2 separate regions of the Macaca mulatta genome follow, and region 2 is linked to region 1. Evidence: chromatin contacts called from public Hi-C data. All regions are on one chromosome and are shown on one strand. The core of a region is the stretch at or near the end of the contact, and the rest is flanking DNA. Distances in the headings are between cores, read along the strand shown. Region 1 holds the start of NACC1 (nucleus accumbens associated 1). Region 2 holds the start of STX10 (syntaxin 10).

Region 1 (6,224 bases), core at 2,592-5,091:
TGTACTCCAGCCTGGGCGACAGAGCCAGACTCCGTCTCAAAAAAAAAAAAAAAAAAAAAAAAAAAAAAAAAGAAAAGCACCATGTGGACCTCAGCCCACACATCTGAAACAACAACAATACTGATATAAGACGTATCTGCCTGACACCATTTCAAGCAGTTTATAGACGTATTAACACATTTTTTTTTCTTTCTTTCTTTGGAGACAGAGTCTCCCTCTGTCACCCAGGCTGGAGCGCAGTGGCGGGATCTTAGCTCACTTCAACTTCCACCTCCTGGGTTCAAGTGATTCTCCTACCTCAGCCTCTCAAGTAGCTGGGATTACAGGCACGTGCCACCATGCCTGGCTAATTTTTATATGTTTAGTAGAAACAGGGTTTTACCATGTTGGCCAGGCTGGTCTGGAACTCCCGACCTCAAGTGATCCACCCGCCTCGGCCTTCCAAATTGCTGAGATTACAGGGGTGAGCCACTGCGTCTGACCTCATTTTAAAATTTTTGTAGAGACAGGGGTTTCACTGTGTTGCCTAGGCTGATCTTGAAATCCTGACCTCAGGCGATCCTCCTGCCTTGGCCTCTCAAAATGCTCGATTACAGGCATGAGTCACCATGCCCAGCTAATTAATTTTCATTGTCTGTGATTACTATTTGGATTCTAGTAGGGTCAGAAAAGTAAAAACTTTTTTCTCTGGAAAAGGTCAGATGGCATTTTAGGCTTTGTGAGTCATATATGGTACCTACTGCATATTCTTCTTTTTGAAACTTTTTTTTTTTTTTTTTTGAGACGGAGTCTCGCTCTGTTGCCCAGGCTGGAGTGCAGTGGCGCGATCTCGGCTCACTGCAAGCTCCGCCTCCCAGGTTCATGCCATTCTCCTGCCTCCGCCTCCGGAACAGCTGGGACTACAGGTGCCCGCTACCATGCCCGGCTAATTTTTTGTATGTTTAGTGGATACGGGGTTTCACCGTGTTAGCCAGGATCGTCTGGCCTCATGATCCGCCCACCTCAACTTCCCAAAGTGCTGGGATTATAGGTGTGAGCCACTGCGCCTGGCCTATTTTTTTTTCTTTTCTGAGATGGGGTCTCCCTCTGTTGCCCAGGCTGGAGTGCAGTGGAGTGATCTTGGCTCACTGCAACCTCCCTCTCCTGGGTTCAAGTGATTCTCCTGCCTCAGCCTCCTGAGTAGCTGGGACTACAGGTGCCCGCCACCACGCCCGGCTAATTTTTTTGTATTTTTTAGTAGAGACGGGGTTTCACCGTGTTAGCCAGGATGGTCTCAATCTCCTGACCTCATGATCCCCGCCCGTCTCGGCCTCCCAAAGTGCTGGGACTACAGGCTTGAGCCACCGCGCCCGGCCTTTTAAGCTTTAAAAATGTAAAAAACATTCTTGGCTCGTGGGCCATTAATAAACCAGGCTAGGCCAGGCGCAGTGGCTCACGTCTGTAATACCAGCACTTTGGAAGGCCGAGGCGGGCAGATTACTTGAGGTCAGGAGTTCGAGACCAGCCTGGCCAACATGGTGAAACCCCATCTCTACTATAAATACAAAAATTAGCCTGGTGTGGTGGCAGATGCCTATAGTTCCAGCTACTTGGGAGGCTGAGGCAGGAGAATCACTTGAACCTGGGAGGCGGAGGTTGTGGTGAGCCAAAATCACGCCAGTGCACTCCAGCCTGGGCAACAGAAGGAGACTCCATCTCAAAAAATAAATAAATAAAAATAAATAAAAATTAGCCAGGCGTGGTGGCACGTGCCTGTAATCCCAGCTACTCGGGAGGCTGAGGCAGGGGAATCGCTTGAACCCGGGAGGCAGAAGTTGCAGTGAGCTGAGATCATGCCACTGCACTCCAGCCTGGGCAACAAGGGTGAGACTACATCTCAAAAAACAAACAAGCAAACAAACAAAAAAAACAGGCTGTGAGCCCCATAGGCTATTGTTTGCCAACTCTTGCGAAGGTCACCTTGCGAAGGTCACCAATTTTGCCTGTTTTGTTTCCTGATGCATTTCCAGCTCTGAAAACGGTGCCTGGCACATAGCAGACACTGCATATACTATGGCTCATTTGAATGAATAAAAGGAGTATAAGAAGTTAAAACAGAGACCAGAATGCTACTTATTTCTGGCACAGAGTATGGATCGTACAATAATTATCTATTACTTACTCATCACAGCAACCCCTGTAAAACTAGTTTTCTCAGTTGACAGACAAGGAAACTGGGGCTCAAAGAGGCTAAGTCACTCACTCAAGGTCATAGAGTGAGAATAGGAGAGAGCCAGAATTTTGATCCCAGGCAGCCTTGTCCCATAGCTAGGCTGTGATGCCCAGAACCTACCGGGCATCTGCTTGGCTGGGCTGTACCAGGTGTGCCACGTCATTGAGCTGGACATTCCGGCGTATGAGATCCACAGCCCGGGCAGAGGTATCGTTTGCAACCACAGATCTGAGCCCAGGCACCTCTAGGGCAAATCGAATGGAACGTAGGCCTGAAGCTGCCAGGCCTTCCAGCACATGCAGGCCTTCCTGTTGGAGTGAGCAGAAAACCTCCCTCACACCTCCATCTCCATCCTCTTCTGGGCCCCAAGGAGCCCCCACCACCCACCTCCTATAGCTCTCCCCCTCCAGGAGCCCTCTGTCTCCCGCTAAATTCCAGGACTGCCAGCTGCTATGCTCAGGCCCCACCTCACAGATTTCCCCCACGGCCGCTGTGCGAGGTTGGTCTCCTGAGGCCAGGTCTTCATTCTCTTTCAGTTCAACCTTTTCCTCCTCTTGCTCTGACAAGTCCACGACCACCTTTTGCGTGTCCTTCTCTCCTGGCACCTTGACTGCAGCCACCCAGAGGCACAAGTCAGAGAGTAACGAAGTCCTCTCTGAGAAACCTCCCCTTAATCTCCAAAATATCTTCCCTGAAATCCCTGGGGAAAGGCTGAAGGAGCAGAACCCAGGGCCTGCTATGTGGCTGAAGCCTCTCTGGATTTGGGCGGCAGAAGGGCCCAGGCAGGGAGATAAGACTTGTGTGACCCCCGCCCGCCAGAAGCCTGGACCTCCACTCACTCTGGATTCCTTTGGCCCCAAGCTGAATGCGAGCAAACTCGGTGATCACAGCACATCTGGTGGGAGACAGAGGACTAGCTCATACCCCGCCCCCGCCATCCACACTGACCCACTAGCCGATGCCAGGCTGACCTCTGACCCCTGCTCACGTCAGGTCCCGATTGAATTCCTGCACCGGGTTATAAAAGACCTCGTTGGCGCTGGGAAAGGCGATTTTGGCAGCCCCCTCGGTGATTGTCGTCTCCTGGACTTCACGTGGGCATTCTTCTCCGCAGGGCCCGGTGCCGTTCTCCATCGCTGCTGGATTCGGCAGCCCTGGGGACTGCCCCTCGAAAAACCGGGCTGTACAGAGCACACGGGTGGGGCGGAGAGTGAGGCTTAGCCACAGAACGATCCTTGCATGAGACATCCGCTGGTGCCTCTGTCCGCCAAGCCTGGTTCGGGGGGCGGGGAAAGGCACAGAGAGGGTCAGAGAGCCGCATTCTGGGCCCGGGGGTGTCCTACATATCTATGAAGTAGAAACTAGGAAGACCTGCGGCCTCGGTAAGCTGATAACCCCTCGTTTTGGGGATGACTGGTTCCTGCGGAGCCGATGCCCTCGTGCAGGCCCGCCCTGAGTCTGAATCCCTTCCCGCACTGCCCAGCCCCTCCTCACCTGGTCTCGTAGCCACAGAAAACCGAATTAGTCAAGGTGCACGTTTCCCAAATTAGGACCTGGGCGCCGCCATGTTGGCACGGTGGGTGGGGGAAATCACATGATAGTGGTTGGCCAATCAATGAGGACGTGGACGGTGGGCGGCCGGGATCAAAATGAATGCCATAAAGGAAGCGCGCTGATCATGCTGTTCCGGGGGTTTTAATCACAGTGGATCCCCTGGGAGAGGACACGTCACTAGTCCCATTTCACAGATGAGGAAGTTGTGGCTCAGAAAAGGGGCGGTAAGCGGAGAAACCCAACAGCTATTGGTCCTCTTCTGTGTTCTGGGTGCTATATACACATTATTTCAGAGCACTCTGCAGGGATAACTCAGGCTCTGGAGTTGGATTTACTGGGTTTGAATCTCAGTCCCACCACATGCTCTGGGCCGGTTACTCTAGGGCCTTCAGTTTTCTTATCTATTAAATAAGAATCGTGGTTTCTCAGATAGAACAAAGATTAAATGACAGATTCCTGGAAAGTGTGTAAAGAGCCACTCTGACCTTGTAAGCGCTCGGTAAAGTTCTAACCAGTGTACGAAGGCAGGACAGCGAAGTGGTTCCCGGGTACCTGGGTTCCAGTCTTAGCTCGCCCTGCGACTTGTTGTTAACTCTGAACTTAAGTTACCGCTTTTGCAAAAGGGCAGAACTTTTTACCATTTGTTAGTGGGTTGTAGTGAGAAGTAAACGAGTTAGTGCACGTAAAATGCTAACAGAACCTAGCATCCGGTAAGCATCATAAAAGTCTTAGCTGTTATTGTCGCTTTTGAGCCTGCGTTTAAATCCTGGCACCCGCCATCACTTCCTTGCTGTGTGATGATCTTGACCAGCTTTCTTTGTGCCTCCTTTTCTGTCTTTCTTTCTTTTCTTTTCTTTTTTTTTTTTTTTTGAGACGGAGTCTCGCCCTGGATCATGCAGTGGCATGATCTCGGCTCACTGCAACCACCGCCTCCCGGGTGCAAGCGATTCTCCTGCCTCAGTCTCCCGAGTGACTGGGATTACTAGCGCTTGCCATCACGCCCGGCTAATTTTTGTATTTTTAGTAGAGACAGGGTTTCGCCATATTGGCCAGGCTGGTTTTGAACTCCTGACCTCAGGCGATCCACCCACCTCGGTCTCCCAAAGTGCTGGGAGTACAGGCGTGAGCCACCGCGCCCAGCCGCCTTTATTTTCTCTAGTGTGTAACAGTTCCCACTAAAAAATTTTACTGTGTAGTTTAAACGAGCTAATTCCCATAAAGAACCTAACACGGTGCCTGCTACAATAAACAGCAGTCATTATTGTTTTTGTTTTACAGGAAACTAAAGTTCGGAAAGGTAGAGCGACTTGCCCAAGGTCGCGGGACTAGAAGGTGGCGGGGTCGGGATTCGAACCACCGAGCTGAGCCGACGTACCGGCGAGGATCCTCCCAGGGGCATAGAGAGGAGACGGAGCCGGTTAGATGGGGCGCGCTCGGAGCTCGGCTGGCCTCGCCTGGAGGGCGGGGCCTGAGGGCGGTGCGCGGGCGGGGCCGGTGCCGCTCCTCCCTGGCCTGGCTGCGGCGGCGGCGCGGCTTGCGCTCGCTCGGCGCTCGGCTGGGGCGGCCTGGCCCACAATGAATGGCCGCCGCGGCTGCCGCTGCTGCTGAGGCGGAGGCCGCGGAGGCCGCGGAGGCGGAGGCCGAGGCCCCGGCGCAGGGGGGCGCGCCCCGGGCCCAGGCCCGGCCCCAGCCGCCGCTGCGGAGCCCGCCGGGAGCCCCCGGAGCGCGGCCACGGCGCAGGTGAGGCGGCCCGCCTCAGGCCCGGTTCCGGCCTTCTCCAGCCGGGGCGGCCCGAGGGCTGAGTGGGGAGGGCCTGGGTGCTTTCTCGGACTGAGGAGGAGCCGGGCCCGCAGCCTGCACTGTGCCCGGGCAGGCGTGTGTGTGCAGGCCCGGCTACCGCGGGCAGACTTGAGCGTCCAGCCCGAACCTCGGGGCTTGGGGGCGGCAGGATCGTACCTGGACCGCTCCCCCAGCTCCCAGCGAGGGAGGGGGCCAGGTCGGGCCGGGGCGGGTACCGGGGATCCAGGGAAGTTAGAGGGTCCGAAGCGGAAAAGTGAGGAGGCGCCCGTGGATGCCGGAGGGGGAGGGGGAGGAGGAGTCGGGCTCTGGCCAGGCCGAGTGGGGGAGGAGAGGAGAGCGGCGCGGCCGGAGGGGGGCGGGGAGGGGCCGGGCCTGCAGGTACCGCCTGGGCGCTGGAGGAGGTGGGTGGGTCAAGTTACAGGCCTGGGGGCGGCTGAGGAGAAGCCCAGGAAGTGGGGCACGGTGGGTGTGGGCGGAGTTAGTTCGGGTGGGGGCGGATAGGAGATCCCAGAGATGTTTTCCGGGGGTCACATGAGGTCAGGACTCAGATGTGGGGAGGGGGAGGCTAGATCTGGGGGCGATTAGGTAAGGCGAGGGACTGCTGTAGGAGCTTTGCGAGTCGGGGGAGCAGAGCCTTTGGGCTAGGCTGGGGGGATGT
Region 2 (6,224 bases), core at 1,665-4,164, 37 kb after region 1:
AAATTGGCCGGGCACGGTGGCTCACACCTAATCCCAGCACTTTGGGAGGCCGAGGTGGGTGGATCACGAGGTCAGGAGTTCAAGACCAGCCTGGCCAAGATGTTGAAACCCCATCTCTACTAGAAATACAAAATTTGGGCCGGGCGCGGTGGCTCAAGCCTGTAATCCCAGCACTTTGGGAGGCCGAGGCGGGTGGATCACGAGGTCAGGAGATCGAGACTATCCTGGCTAACATGGTGAAACCCCGTCTCTACTAAAAATACAAAAAACTAGCCGGGCGTGGTGGCGGGCGCCTGTAGTCTCAGCTACTTGGGAGGCTGAGGCGGGAGAATAGCGTGAACCCAGGAGGCAGAGCTTGCAGTGAGCCGAGATCACGCCACTGCACTCCAGCCTGGGAGACACAGCGAGACTCTGTCTCAAAAAAAAAAAAAAAAAAAAAAAAAAGAAATACAAAATTTGGCCGGGTGCAGTGGCTCAAGCCTGTAATCTCAGCACTTTGGGAGGCTGAGACAGGCAGATCACAAGGTCAGGAGATCAAGACCATCCTGGCTAACACGGTGAAACCCTGTCTCTACTAAAAAAATACAAAAAACTAGCCAGGTGTGGTGGCGGGCACCTGTAGTCCCAGCTACTCGGGAGGCTGAGGCAGGAGAATGGCATAAACCCAGGAGGCGAAGTTTGCAGTGAGCTGAGATCCGGCCACTGCACTCCAGCCTGGGCGACACAGCGAGACTCCATCTCAAAAAAAAAAAAAGAAAAAAGAAATACAAAATTTAGCCAGGCATTCTGGTGGAAGCCTATAATCCCAGCTACTCGGGAGGCTGAGACAGAGAATGGCTTGAACCCGGGAAGCGGAGGTTGCAGTGAGCCAAGATCACATCACAGCACTCCAGCCTGGGCAACAGAGCAAGACTCCGTCTCAAAAAAAAAAAAAAATTAGCCGGGCATGGTGGCATGTGCCTGTATTTCAGCTACTCAGGAAGCTGAGGCTGGAGAATCACTTGATCCCAGGAGGCGGAGGTTGCAGTGAGTCAAGATCGCGCCACTGCACTCCAGCCTGGCAACAGAGCGAGACTGCATCTCAGGAAAAAAAAAAAAAAAAAAAAAAAGGAAGCTATGCGCAATGGCTCATGTCTGTAATCCCAGCACTTTGGGAGGCTGAGGCGGGCAGATCACTTGATGTGAAATGTGAGGAGTTCGAGACCAGGCTGTCCAGGATGATGAAACCCTACTAAAAATATAAAAATTACCTGGGCATGGTGATGGGCACCTGTAATCCCAGCTACTAGGGAAGCTGAGGCAGGAGAATCGCTTGAACCCAGGAGGCGGAGCTTGCAGTGAGCTGAGATCGAGCCACTACACTCCAGCCTGGGCAACAGAGCAAGACTCCATCTCAAAAAAAAAAAGAGTAAAAGGCAGGCATGCGTCCTGGAAACAGCTACAAACAGGACAAATGGCATGGAAGCAGAAAGCAGATAGGTACACAGGCCCCCAGCCGTCCCCTGCAACAGGAAACCAGTATAGACCCAGAGGAGACAGTAGAGAGGAACCCATGGACATATACACACAGAGAAGTTCAGGTGCACACACCGAGAAAGTGCAGGCAGGTAGACAGCAAGAAGACAACTACACACAGAGAGGACGGGCACTGTCGCAAAAGGGACAGGCGAACACATGCAGAGGGATCTGGCTTGCACTCAAAGGCGTGGTCACCCCCAGGCGCTCAGGTGGACCGAGTGGGTTAGGAAGGCTTACCTCTCTGTTATTCCTCTCCAAAAATGCTACGGCTGTTGGGCTGACCATATGGTCCTTCATTTCCTGGAAGTGAGGACAGCATTAGGGAGGAAAGACACTCAGGCCCGGCGCGGTGGCTCACGCCTGTAATCCCAGCACTTTGAGAGGCCGAGTCGGGTGGATCACCTGAGGTCGGGAGTTCGAGACCAGCCTGCCCAACATGGTGAAACCTCGTCTCTACTAAAAACACAAAAATTAGCCGGGTATGGTGGCAGGCACCTGTGAAGTCCCAACTACTCAGGAGACTGAGACACGAGAATCGCTTGAGACCGGGAGGCGTATGTTGCAGTAAGCCAAGATGGCAACACTGTACTCCAGCCTGAGCGACAGAGACTCTGTTAAAAAAAAGAAAACAAAACAAAACAAAACAAAAAAGACACTCAAACCGTCCCCCACTCCCCGCCTGCAGGACCTTTCCTGACCTGGACTGCCTCTCGCATCCGCTCCACGAACACCTTTCTCTCCTGCAGGTCCCCGGCCGGGAGCTTGAACTTGCCTGGGTTGGCTTCCACTATACGTGGGCTGAGAGTCAAGGGTCAAGGCCAGAGCCAGATAGCATCATCATCCCCCTCCCTAGGGGTCTAGCCCTCCCCGAGGGCGGGCTCCCAGGCCCCCTGCTACCCCAGTGAGCTCTCCCATGCCACCCCCCGCCACAAAGCCCCAGGATATCGATGGTCTCTTCCAGGTCCTCGAGGTCCCACTCGATGCTGCGCAGGCCATTCCGTAGCTCATTGGTCGTCCAGTCCAGCTCCTCGCGTCCGACCGCCGCGCTTTCCTGCAGAAGCTCGCACCAGCGCTGGTATAGCCCGCGGGCCGTGTTCACCGCCTTCTGCACCTCGCTGCGGGCAGGGGCACGGCGGGCGCAGCTGGGGGCAGGCGGTCCTTCCGCCTGCCTCTGCCCCCGATTGCAAACCCAAACGCATGGGGGACTCCGGAGACCCCCACATACCCCTGCGTGCGCCTCCCACTTTGCACCCCGACGGCCTTGCCTAGCCCGCCGGGCACGCTGGAGCCGGCACCCGGGCACTAGCTGGATTGGGGACGGAGCACCCTCCGCCCTCCCCCGTCGTGGTCACTCACCCTCGGACTACAAAAAAGGGGTCTTCGAGAGACATGTCAATCCCCTTCCCCCCAGGCCGAAACCCCCTCCCGGCCTGGGTTCGCGGGCTGGTTCTCTCCCAACCCAGGAGAACGCGCCACCACCCCCGCCCCCCGTCACGCCACCATCGAGAGCGGGACCGCCAGGGCAGAAAGAGAGGCCTCGGAGGCCGGACGTGCGGACACTTCCGCCCTCTCTGCAGCCATCTTGGTTGTGGGCAGAGGCAGCTTCCGGTACGCATGCCCCGCCCCTTCGCCCTCTTGTGCCGCACCGTAGGGAGCGGTGTCGGAGTTCTGGCTGGGCCTGTTCGGGTCCGAGTTCGGAATCTCGGTTCAAGGCTCAGTTCCTCGGATTGTTCCTGCTCAACCTCAGTTTCCCTTCCAGGCACGGGCAATGTAAATAATGGTAGCCTCCCTTATCTCTGGCGGCTGGGGACTATGGCTGGGGAAGGGGCTCATTCGATTGGTTGAACGTTTTCATGGACTCCCTGAGCTGGCACCTGGGAGATCGTCCCAGTCCAGGGTCCCGAGTGTCAGGTTTGGGCAAGGTTTGGGGGAGAGGTGGTCCTTCCTTCTCCCTGCCGGGGCGGGGCGAGGAGCGGGCCTGCTCCTGCGGGGAGTTCTGCCGCATTCTCCAAATCTCTCTTTCCTGAGAAGTGGGCAAGCTGGGGGCACCTCGAGGTCGCCTTGGGGCGAGGTGGCCGTGAGTGGGGGTCCCAGATATTCCAGGGGCGGGGGGAGGTCACCTTCGAGAGCGTGCGTGGAGGTGGGTGTCTTCAGAAGCGCGGATTCTTTCTGGGTGAGAGCCTGGGGGTCGCGGGAGGTATGGTGGCTTTGAGGATGGTCTCCAGGGGGGCCCTCTGTGTGGGGTCTCCGTCTGGGTACGGGCCAGGAATATCAGCGAAGGGACTCAGGGTCGTCCCTATGTGTGACAGTGGCGCTCTGTGTGTTGAGGGGTGAGGGAAGCTTCGGGAAAGCACTTTTTTGAGTGGTAGGGGGCCTGGTCTCCCCTGGAGGGTGGGCGGGTTATCCGAGGGAGTCCTCAGAGGGTCGCCCCCTTGCGCGTCAGAGTTGCTGCGTGGGGTCTCAGAGATAGCGCCTGGGCCGGGTAAGTCATTGTGGGGTCTCCGTGGTAAGGTTAGTGGGGCGGGGACGGGGGCGTCTTCGGCAGGTCGTCGCAGTGTGGCACCATCGTTGAATGGGGACGAGTTTGGGAATGGTCTTTTAAGGGGGAATAATTTTTGAGTTCCCACCGTGCGGGGGGAGGGCGGGACGGGAGGGTGCCCCAAGGCCTGAGAAGATCAGTGTGGGGCAGGGGTCAGGGATAACCTGGGAGGGGGCCTTGTATGGGGGAAATAATTGGGAAGGGGAGAGATGGGATGAACGGGGTCTCAGCGGGTCGTCTCTTGTGTATGTAGGGTCGTTCTGTAGCGTCTCTGGGAGATGGCCTTCGTGGGAGCCCTCCGGTCGCCCCTACCCGCTGCGGGGTGCTTTCCTGGCGTCACGCCTTCCTGGCCCCTGGAGGGAAGGAAGTGAAACTCTCCTCCCCACCCACATGGCTGGAATGCGAGTCAGGAAGCCTGGGGCTCCAGCTTGCTCCGGCTGGCTAGACGGGGGATGGGAAGGGGCGAGTCCGGAGCGCAAAGCCCCGCCCCTCGCCCCCCCGGAAGCCCCGCCCCCGCTTGGTAAGGCGATCACGGGCCCTTTCCTAATATGGGCAACCGGAAGCGGCCCGCGCGACTGTCCTACGTCACTCCGTCCAAATTTAGTTGTGGAAGTCAGCGGGCGCTGGTGGCGGGAAGGCGCCGCGAGCCAGTGCGGGCGGAAACGGGAGGCGCACCACCCCTTAAAGGGCCCGCACCAGGAATGAATGGAGCCATTCGAACAAGTCTGCATCCTTTTTTTGGAGGAATTGCAATTAGGATTTATTGGAGAGACGGCGCGTAGCGGAGGGTAGGGCGGAGGTTTTCTATTTGCTGTGTCTCTGCATTGCTGGGTTTCCAGCTCCCAACCGAACCCCGCCTCCCGGAGCGCGGAGGCGGAACTCGTCCCCCCTTGTCTGGGGGGCGGCAGCCACGTGTTCACGGGGACTGTCGTGCGCGCCGGGTTCGCAGCCTTGCGAGCTCTAAACCCACCCATGGAGCTCCTGTCGCAGGAGACTGCGGGGGAATGGCTTGGTACGAATCACGGGAACCCGCAGCGGCTCACCGCCTACAAGCAAGGGCTGTCGTACGCTAGAGACCGAAGAGCTGGAGGCCCCAGTGGCCTCCTTTCACAGCAGTAGCAAATATTGTTTGTCTAGTAAATATTGGCCCAGTGACTGTGCCTTGGTTTCCCCATTTGAAAGAAGCAGATAGAACAGTATCCTCCGAGGAGTGGAGGCTGCGGTTCGGTGAATTACGGATAAAAGGAGAGCTCTTAACCTAGCCTGGCACGTAGTAAGCGCTGTTAGCATGATTATTGGTGCAGAAGACACTCATGGTCAGGCTGGAACCCAGGTCTTTCCCTGTGTGAAGGGAAACTTGCCACCCACGACCCACTGGGGCCTCCAGACGCGAGCATGTGGGTAGGCCCTGAGCCCCATCCCCGGCCCCCCTTCCTTGGGCCAAGGCGCTAATGCATCGGCGGGGCCGAGAGAAAGGAGCCCACCCAGAGAGCTCAGCGTGGAGTGGGGGGAAGCTTCGCCAGGGTTCCCGTCCCCTTTCCCTGCTGGGTAAATCGCATTCTGTCGCTTTAAGGAGTGTTTGGCCGCGACGAGTTGGAAAGCCCGGATGCGTCCTTCGGTTGGGCGGGGTTTCTCAGTGACGTCACTGGGGGTATAAAAGGGCCTGGGTGGCGGGCGCCCGGGCAGAGCGTCCTAGCAGTGTCACCGCGTGGGTTGGTTTGTGGAGAGAGGCGTGAGCGAGCTCGTTGTCCGGAGTGCACCTGCTGCCTGTTCTGTCCGTCCCGGGAGCCCACGCCGCCGTCGCCGTCGAGTCGCCATGGAAGTGCAGAAGGAGGCACAGCGCATCATGACCCTGTCGGTGTGGAAGATGTATCACTCCCGCATGCAGCGCGGTGGCCTGCGGCTGCACCGGAGTCTGCAGCTGTCGCTGGTCATGCGCAGCGCCCGGGAGCTCTACCTCTCGGCCAAGGTAGAGGCCCTCGAGCCCGAAGTGTCCTTGCCGCCCGCCCTCCCCTCTGACCCTCGCCTGCACCCGCCCCGGGAAGCTGAGTCCACGGCCGAGACAGCGACCCCCGACGGTGAGCACCCGTCTCCGGAGCCCATGGACACGCAGGAGGCGCCGACAGCCGAGGAGACCTCCGCCTACTGTGGCCCGCGCCCCGCCAAA

The links. Hi-C and Micro-C count contacts between places; a contact is called where the count stands out from the background.
Region 2: a Hi-C map of cortical neurons shows a contact between it and region 1, with 6 times the contacts expected there. The contact joins the promoter of STX10 here to the promoter of NACC1 in region 1. A contact is called at or near these places in 3 of 14 Hi-C or Micro-C datasets (cortical neurons, fetal cortex germinal zone and liver).

Annotation. Positions count from the first base shown.
Region 1 is chr19:13,683,606-13,689,829 of T2T-MMU8v2.0, forward strand. NACC1 (nucleus accumbens associated 1) reads left to right here and starts at 3,842. Exons shown (of 7, transcript XM_028840307.2): 1 at 3,842-3,990; 2 at 5,045-5,183. TRMT1 (tRNA methyltransferase 1) reads right to left here and starts at 3,794. Exons shown (of 16, transcript XM_077977673.1): 1 at 3,707-3,794; 2 at 3,201-3,393; 3 at 3,052-3,107; 4 at 2,680-2,822; 5 at 2,333-2,520. The coding sequence starts at 3,346.
Region 2 is chr19:13,721,146-13,727,369 of T2T-MMU8v2.0, forward strand. It overlaps STX10 (syntaxin 10), which reads right to left and starts at 2,915. Exons shown (of 8, transcript NM_001261693.1): 1 at 2,875-2,915; 2 at 2,464-2,633; 3 at 2,217-2,311; 4 at 1,756-1,818. The coding sequence starts at 2,909. IER2 (immediate early response 2) reads left to right here and starts at 5,729. Exons shown (of 1, transcript NM_001266014.1): 1 at 5,729-6,224. The coding sequence starts at 5,874.